2 separate regions of the Anas platyrhynchos genome follow, and region 2 is linked to region 1. The links are chromatin contacts, called in public Hi-C maps. All regions are on one chromosome and are shown on one strand. The core of a region is the stretch at or near the end of the contact, and the rest is flanking DNA. Distances in the headings are between cores, read along the strand shown. Region 1 has its middle 79 kb from the start of MOXD1. Region 2 holds the start of CCN2 (cellular communication network factor 2).

What was found. Hi-C and Micro-C count contacts between places; a contact is called where the count stands out from the background.
Region 2: a Hi-C map of F1 follicle shows a contact between it and region 1, with 2.2 times the contacts expected there. The contact joins the promoter of CCN2 here to the enhancer-like site in region 1. A contact is called at or near these places in 2 of 8 Hi-C or Micro-C datasets (F1 follicle and subcutaneous adipose tissue).

What each region holds. Positions count from the first base shown.
Region 1 is chr3:62,658,949-62,662,726 of IASCAAS_PekinDuck_T2T, reverse strand. No RefSeq gene overlaps it. Among named protein-coding and RNA genes, the nearest start is that of MOXD1, 79 kb to the right of the region's middle. Within about 2 kb of position 2,171, at least 2 of the 8 cell types and tissues checked have an H3K27ac peak or open chromatin away from gene starts, as enhancers often do. A contact at or near this core is called in F1 follicle, where this site is marked.
Region 2 is chr3:62,855,966-62,859,743 of IASCAAS_PekinDuck_T2T, reverse strand. It overlaps CCN2 (cellular communication network factor 2), which reads right to left and starts at 1,702. Exons shown (of 5, transcript XM_027454509.3): 1 at 1,458-1,702; 2 at 1,128-1,353; 3 at 789-1,040; 4 at 343-554; 5 at 1-6. The coding sequence starts at 1,514.

The sequences.
Region 1 (3,778 bases), core at 922-3,421:
TCAATCTAATAATGGTCTGCTTCTCTCATCTGATCTGGGAAGTGGTTTTGAAGCACTTCTTCTAATGAAGTCTCCCTGTAGTAGAAGTACTTCCACTTTTTTGCCTCAGATCATATTCAGCTCCATTCTCTTCTTCCGGTTGAACTCCAGGAAACTCTCTTGTCTGGAGTAGGAGAAGCTCATTCAATTTCATCCTCTACTGAAAGGCATGTCCAACAAATTTAGATGTGAATACCATAAATACCAGGCAGTAGGGTACTCTGTGATTCTATTTGATGATATGAATAATAAACTGCTGTGAATAATTGCAAGTTCATTAGGTCGGAGAGAGAGATTGCACTATAAAACACTGTTTTTGCAAGAGGCTGTCTCAGAATATGTAATACTAATGTAGTTTAACGGTTATCTATGAGGTAAGAAATGTTGCTTTCTCTTCTTACAGGAAAAGAAAAAGAGTCAAATCTCACATTCTTCCTTGTCTGGTCCTATTTCTGCTGGCCCTGTATTGCTGCAGAAAAGTCGCCATGGCTGCAGTTCATGAGAATTTTGCACAGCACAGGCAGCTGGTGTTGGAAGAGAGCTGAAGACTGTGACTTGTGATCAAAAATCACCAGTTCCCATCAGTCTGGAGACTAGGAAAAGGTGGGAATTCAGATAATATTATATGTTAGTATATAGTACATAGCATATGTATTATACGTATATTATAATATAATTAAAGGTACACTGGCTTTTGTGGATCCAGTTGATAATGATTTAGACCTCTCTGCATATTGTGAAAGGAGTGTAGGATTCTTACCTTTCAGGCAGTGGAGTTCACTAGGACATCTAAAAGAGAGGTGCTGCAGTACCACACTGAATATCCCATCCTGAACATCAGTCTTCTAGAAGCTTAATTCCTTTTGATTCAGAAGAGTATAGGTGCTTTTTATAAGCTTAACCCTGTGATCTTAGGTCACCCTGTCTTCAGGGCAGGGACCTGCTACTTCTGGCTGCTGAGGAATATCTATTCCCAGAGTTTATAATAATAGTGAATACAATGGCATTCAGCAACTTGTTGTCAACCTAACTACAAAGCTTAGCACCTGGCCTAGAAGTATTTGTTTATTTCATGTTTCCTCTCTGCATAGACCGTTATATTTTGTTGGAGAGCAAAAGCTTCATCTCTATCTCCCTCCAATGGTAAACTTTGGTAATTTCTTTTGCAGACAGAAAAACATATTCAAAGATGCTATAGCACTTGCTGTTTATGGATTATTTTTTTCCAATATGATGAGTAGAGGGAGAGATTGACAATTTCAAAAGTTGAATGCTCATCTCATTAGAGCATGGAGTCTCTTTGAAAGAGTAATTCCCATTTATCAGGTAAATATGGTTTTAGATATGATAGAATTAGAGGACTGAATCAGTGTCACTCAGGCTGAGCAGGAGCTCAGCAGGTCCCTAGTCCAACCCATTGCTCCCCACAGGGCCAGCTGTGGGGCTGGACCAGGTTACTCAGGGCTGTGCCCACTTGGGTGTGCAAACCCCCACAGAACCTGCTCCGCTGCCCGCAGCCCCACCACAACAACCCTTCCCTTACAGTCTCAGCCTCTCTTCCCAAGGCCTGCCCGTTGTCTGTTGGCCTTCCACCACGCACCCATAGCTGTGTCTCCTCCACTGCTTCCCCACGGGGGCTGCTGGCAGCCCTCAGCCCCGTCTCATCTCTCAGCTCCTGGCCCCAGACCTGCTCTGGCCTGGCCATGCCAAGCTTGCTCCAGTTTGCCACTGTCTTTCCCACCCCAGGGGCCCTGACTGGAGGCAGTGTCCACACATGGTCTGACAAGTGCTGAGCAGAGAGATGGCATAATCTAGTAGCTGTGCTCCTGTTAATGTCACAAAATGTCATGCCTTAGAAGGCCTTCTCATGTTTTTTCCATGCCAATGTGAATGGCAGGACATCTCCCTCCTCCCAACATCTGGATGAAGACAGCTGGTAGTACAGCCCCACCAGTGGCCAGAGGGCAGGGGACAGTCACCTCTCCCTGCCCGCAGGGAGAAGTACTCCTGTGGCAGCCCAGCTCCCTTACCAGCCCTTTCATTTCAGGGTGTGAAAAGGGGCCATGCCAGGGCAGAAGCTCTCACTCAGAGCATGTATCTTTTACTGAAAATGTGGAAAATATGAACATAGCTCAGCTGAGAACACAGATCACACAAGTCAAGGTCAGGTCTTGCTGTGGTTTCACCATTTCCTGGTAGCAGTGGCAAGAATTTCCATGCTTTTTGGATCTGATTTTCATTTGGAAAGTATGTAAATGTCTATTTTCATTGCTTGTACCAGCTTAATCAGAAACTCATGCTAAATAAGATGGGCATTTTCCAGAATTTTCATAAATAGTGAAGCTCTCGTAGTTCACTCAAGAGGTGCTAAAAGAGAGAGAGATTTGGCAGCATAGCTTTGAAACAGCCCAGTGTAGCAGTTATTAGCTGTGATAATACAGTGTGTGGCACTCATAGGCCTGCATGAGATTAAAAAAGCCATGATATTAGACTCCAAAACATCCTTATTACCAGTCCCATTTTTTCCCTCATTACTGTTACCCTTGTCTCCTCATGTCATTCTATGGCTTAGCCAGTAACAAGGTAGTCTAGTAAATAATAAACCACCAAGAATAATGCATGCCAAATGGTGAAGAGATTTGGAATATTAAGTGTTCGCTATGAAGTTTTTGCAAATAGACTGAAAGAATAAAGCATTTGCAATTTACTTCAGGAATTAAAAACATGCTTGTGCATATGCATATGAATGTACACTGTAAGATGTGACATAAAATTTAAGGGAAATTTTTTTCACAGAATCTGATTTTAAAAAAGGGACTTTTAAGAAACACCTCTGAGAATGACAAGTCTCAGTCACAATGACTGTCAAGAAGTCTGAAGCATCACTCCAGCTCTCTCTAACAAACAGGCATTGTTTGTGAGATACTCAAACATCTTAAATTCTCAACATTTAGATGTGGAAAAAGAAAAAAAAAATGCAAGCAAAGCCAAAGCATTTTGGTGCCCCTTGGTGAAATATAACTATGATTTCCCTCCCCCTCCTACCTTGAGCAGATAGCAAGCAGCAAGCTCAAGACAGCATCAATAAAACTGAAGAATCAAGACATTTTGCAAAGGGCATCTGACTGTTTGAAATATGTAAGGAAGCAAAGTTTGCATATTTTTCTGTCAGAAGAAATCTAAAAACCTCATTCCCTCTTCCTCAGCACCTGTGACTTGTGGAGGTTAGGATCCCTGAGAGGGCTGACACAAGCCAGCTGTGCCTGGCATGAAGCAGTTGTGCTGGGCTTTACCAGATGTGCTTAGGCTTTACCAAATATCCAACACAAGAGCTACCCTATCACAATATGTAAGCATAGGATATGGTTCCCCTTCTTTTTCTCCCCTAAAAGATTAATTTCCTCGTGGCAACAGAGCAGGTCTATCATCTGATTGCTCCATACCATGATCCTCTATCCAAGACAATGTCTCTGGGGACACAACGCTACAGTATTCCCAAATTTGATCAATAAATAACAGATAATATAAAGCACTCTATCTATTTATTGCAGGTAAATTGCTGTGGGCTGAACACTAAGCATGTAGTGAGCTAGATGTCATTTTTCTTACTATCTTTTTTTATGTCTTTGAGCTGCTGGTGTTATTGACTCTTCCATTTCCTCCTGCATCTTTCTGTGATAAGTCAGTCTTAGAAAGAGTATTATGCCAAATCTAAAGAACACCCTATTTAAAATTGTTG
Region 2 (3,778 bases), core at 453-2,952, 200 kb before region 1:
GCCTTTCTGTTGGGATATAAGTGAATACAACATGTTTAGAAGGTAGGCTTTGATGTAGCACTAAGCTTAAATATTAAAAGCAGGCAGATGCACAAATCCTTACAATGTTTTCAACAGGAGAAAGTGTTTACATAGCATCATAATAATGTGTGAAAGAAAATAAGGACATTTAATTGCAAAATATTCACTGCTGGGGCAAAACTCAAACCTCATGACGAGCCACTTGAAATTTACTACTGAAACGTACTGCCTATCAGAACACCACATTTTTTGGCAACATACTATTTTGCCAGCTGATGAAAGCATCCTAGTAAGTCATACATTAAAGTTGAGACTCTTTACCTTGATGTTCTCCTCCAGGTCCGCTTCACAAGGTCTGACCATGCAGAGCCTGCTCTGTTTCTCCAGTCTGCAGAAGGCATTATCGTTGGTGACCCTGGTTGAGATGCCCATGCCGCAGGTCTTGGAGCAGGCACTCCATTCAGTGGTCTGCACCAGGCAGTTGGCACGCATCATGGTTGGGTCTGGACCGTAAGTGTCTTCCAGTCTGTAAGCTGCAGGGGACAGACAACCAGGATGAGGCCACAACCTGAGTTTGCACCCTGAGAGATGCACTGTCCCCTTCCCAGAGAAGTTTCAGCAACCACATTTATCTGAGGGACAATCCCACTTACTGTTGCCCTCTGGCTGCTGGGGTAGCCCCACATCAACCCACCCTGCTACACCTGACCCCAATGCATGCACCCCTTTCCCCTCAGCCCACCAGCCACGGTGGGACCCCCACTCACCGGCAAGAGCAGGTCCCACAGCAGTCTGCTCCTTGGGCTCATCGCAGACCCACTCCTCACAGCACTTGCCGGGGAGCTTCACTCTCCGCGGGAAGGGGCAGTCGGGGCTGGGCAGGCGCACGTCCATGCTGCAGAGGGGCACGCAGCCCACCGCCCCGTCCAGGCAGGTGCACTGGTACTTGCAGCTGCTCTGGAAGGACTCCCCGCTCCGGTACACCATGCCGCCGAAGACACACGGGGCGCCGTCCCGAGCTGCGGGGACAGGAGGCAGAGGGGGTCAGGCTCAGCCCCGGCCGCCGGGACCCCCGTCCCCGTCCCCCTGTGCCGGTCCCCACTCACCGGTGCAGACGCCGATCCTGCGGTTGGCGGGGGAGCCGAAGTCGCAGAAGAGCCCCTTGTGGTGGTCGCAGGGGTCGCGCTCGGTGCACAGCTCGCCCAGCTGCTTGGCGCACACCCGGCAGCAGCCGCAGCCGTCGAGCACCAGGGAGACGCCGGCGGGGCAGCTGGGGCCGGGCCCGGCTCCGCACTGGCACTGCCCGCTGCACTCCTGCCCACGGGCCTCGTCCTGCGCCGGCGGCGGGGGGAGAGAAGGAGACAGCGGCCGTCAGCACCGCCGACGCCGTGCCCGGCGTAGCCCGGGGCAGCAGCAGCAGCGGCGGCGGCACTTACCGGGCCGAGGACGGCAACGAGGAGGAGGAGGGCGGCGGCGAGGCTGGACGGGGACATCCTGAGGCGGCTGCGAGGCGAGGTCCCGGCGGGGCGCTTCCCTTCGGCGGGGCTGCTGCGGGCGGTGTCTGAGCTGCGCTGCACGGCTCGGCTCGGCTGGGCACGGCTCGGCTGTGCTCTGCTGTGCTCGATGCTCCGTTAGCTGCCGGGACAGTGGCTGCGTGACTGCTGAGCCCGGCGGCGGGCGCCCCTTTATAGGCGGCGGCGGCGCGGCCCCGCCAATGGGCTGAATGGGGCCGCGCACCAGCAGCCGCATTCCCCGCATTCCTGCGCGCCGCGCCGCCCGCCCCGCCCCGGAGCGGCCCTGACCCCTGGCTCCCGCATTCCTCCGCCCCCCCCCCTCCTCCTTTTCCCTTTTATTTTTTTAAGAAAAAAAAAATCGCCGTGTTTTCCTCACGCCGCGGCCCGCCCCGCGCCCGGCCGGTTGCTAGGGGCGGCCCGGGAATGCTTCGCCTCCCCCCCCCCCCCCCAGGCCCTCGCCGGCCGGTGCCCGCCGCCCGTCCCGGCGTATTCCGAGCGTTTTGTTACGACCAAAAAAGGTATAATTACCCCGCGGGGTGTATAAATTGACTCTGTGTCCTCCTGAATCATACCGAATATTTGTAATGTGTTCCTTTCCTAATAGATGCTCTCTATGAATAGAGAGAGTGCCTATTTACTCTGAAATATTTGGCACAGCGGAGCGAGTCTGGAGCATGGAAGAAGTGGCTATTATTTTCCCGCTGCCTGTGTGCAGCTGTCATCCCTGAGCAACACAGTCTTAGCACAGCCCTGCTTCACGAGCTCCCTGTCGGACCGTCCCGGGAGGCCAACCAGGCGTGCCACCGTGCTCAGCTGAAACCCCAGCACCGTGCCGTGGATCTGACCGAACCCCAAACCTACGTGTTGTGGTTTGGATTAAACCGTTGCAGATAACTCTCAGGCTTTGCATTTTCTTTTCTTTTTTTTTTTTTTTTTTTTTCTGAGGCTAGAAGGATGGTTCTTCCCCCCACTCCCCGCGCACCATGTGAATATTCAGTGATGTCATGTTGTTTGACCTCCGCTTTGGCACGAGGAATGCCTGCGTTTTGACTCTTGACCCGCAGAAGTATGTTAGCGTTTAATGAGAGAGATTGCCTTCACGCATCTTGTTAGGCAAATTGGAATCTGGTGGGTATATTAAAAGACAGCATCTTCTGCGTGTAGTTGTTCTGCCGCTGCCATATCTCTCCCTCTTTCCATCCCTCTGTACACGTGTGCTCATATCCACGCGTGACACTGCAATATGCATTCACAGGATTCTTGAGGGAGAAAGATACATTTTCATGTAAAGCCCCAGTAGGATATATTGTACCGTAAAACTGTCTTTATATTCTGCCAACCCTGTACTTTGGCTGCTTAAGTCATTTGGATGTCATTCCGTCTACTTGAAGTTCTCCATTAAAAGAAATGAGATTGGCTCTGAAAGAGAAAAAGTCCCAGAGGAACAGTTATGGTAAATAATATATGTTCTCAACCATGAGGCAGCCTGAAATCTCTATTTACTTGAAGAACTCCAATGGCCTCAGTGCTGGGTAAATAATATGTGTACCAAACTATGTATGACATGCATACCAAAATGCAAATGTAACCAGGTAAACAGAATGCCTTTTTTAAATGTCTAAATATGGTAGGAGAACATCAGAGAGAGAGAGGCTCTAGACATGTTTTATAACTTTCCATGTAAGAGGTTTTTTACAGAGAATCAATTTTATTAAACAAAACCTGAGAATCTCACCAGCAGAAAAAGTCTGTTTAAAAGTAACAAACCACCAGAAAGCCAGGAAATCCAAAATTAAAGGATAAATCTGTCCTAAGTCTTCACACTGTGGGCCAAGTACAGCAAGCCCCATCCACTTGCTGCCCTGAGAAAAAAGACTTACACAGGCATTTGGACCTCAGAACTACTTCTTGCACAGACACAAATTGGGAATTAGCCCCCTGAGTTACAAGTTGTGCCAGCCAGTGAAGTGAGTTAGGAATCAGTGCTCTTCAGGTTTGCTGTATTGTCATTTTTGGTTTCTGCGCTGTGAAATGTGACTCACCATCTGCCATGGGGCAAAGGGGCCCTGAAGGTAAGGGTGGTTCTTTTAGGGGCTAAGCTGTCGTTAGCTTGTCCTCTCCGGTGACACTGTGCCACGAGCTGGAGAAGAACATCTTGGCGTTGAGGCATAAAATGGTTGAAATGCACTCATTTTGACTTCCATGCAGGTGTTTATACAGCACATGCTTTTAAGATAGTATAT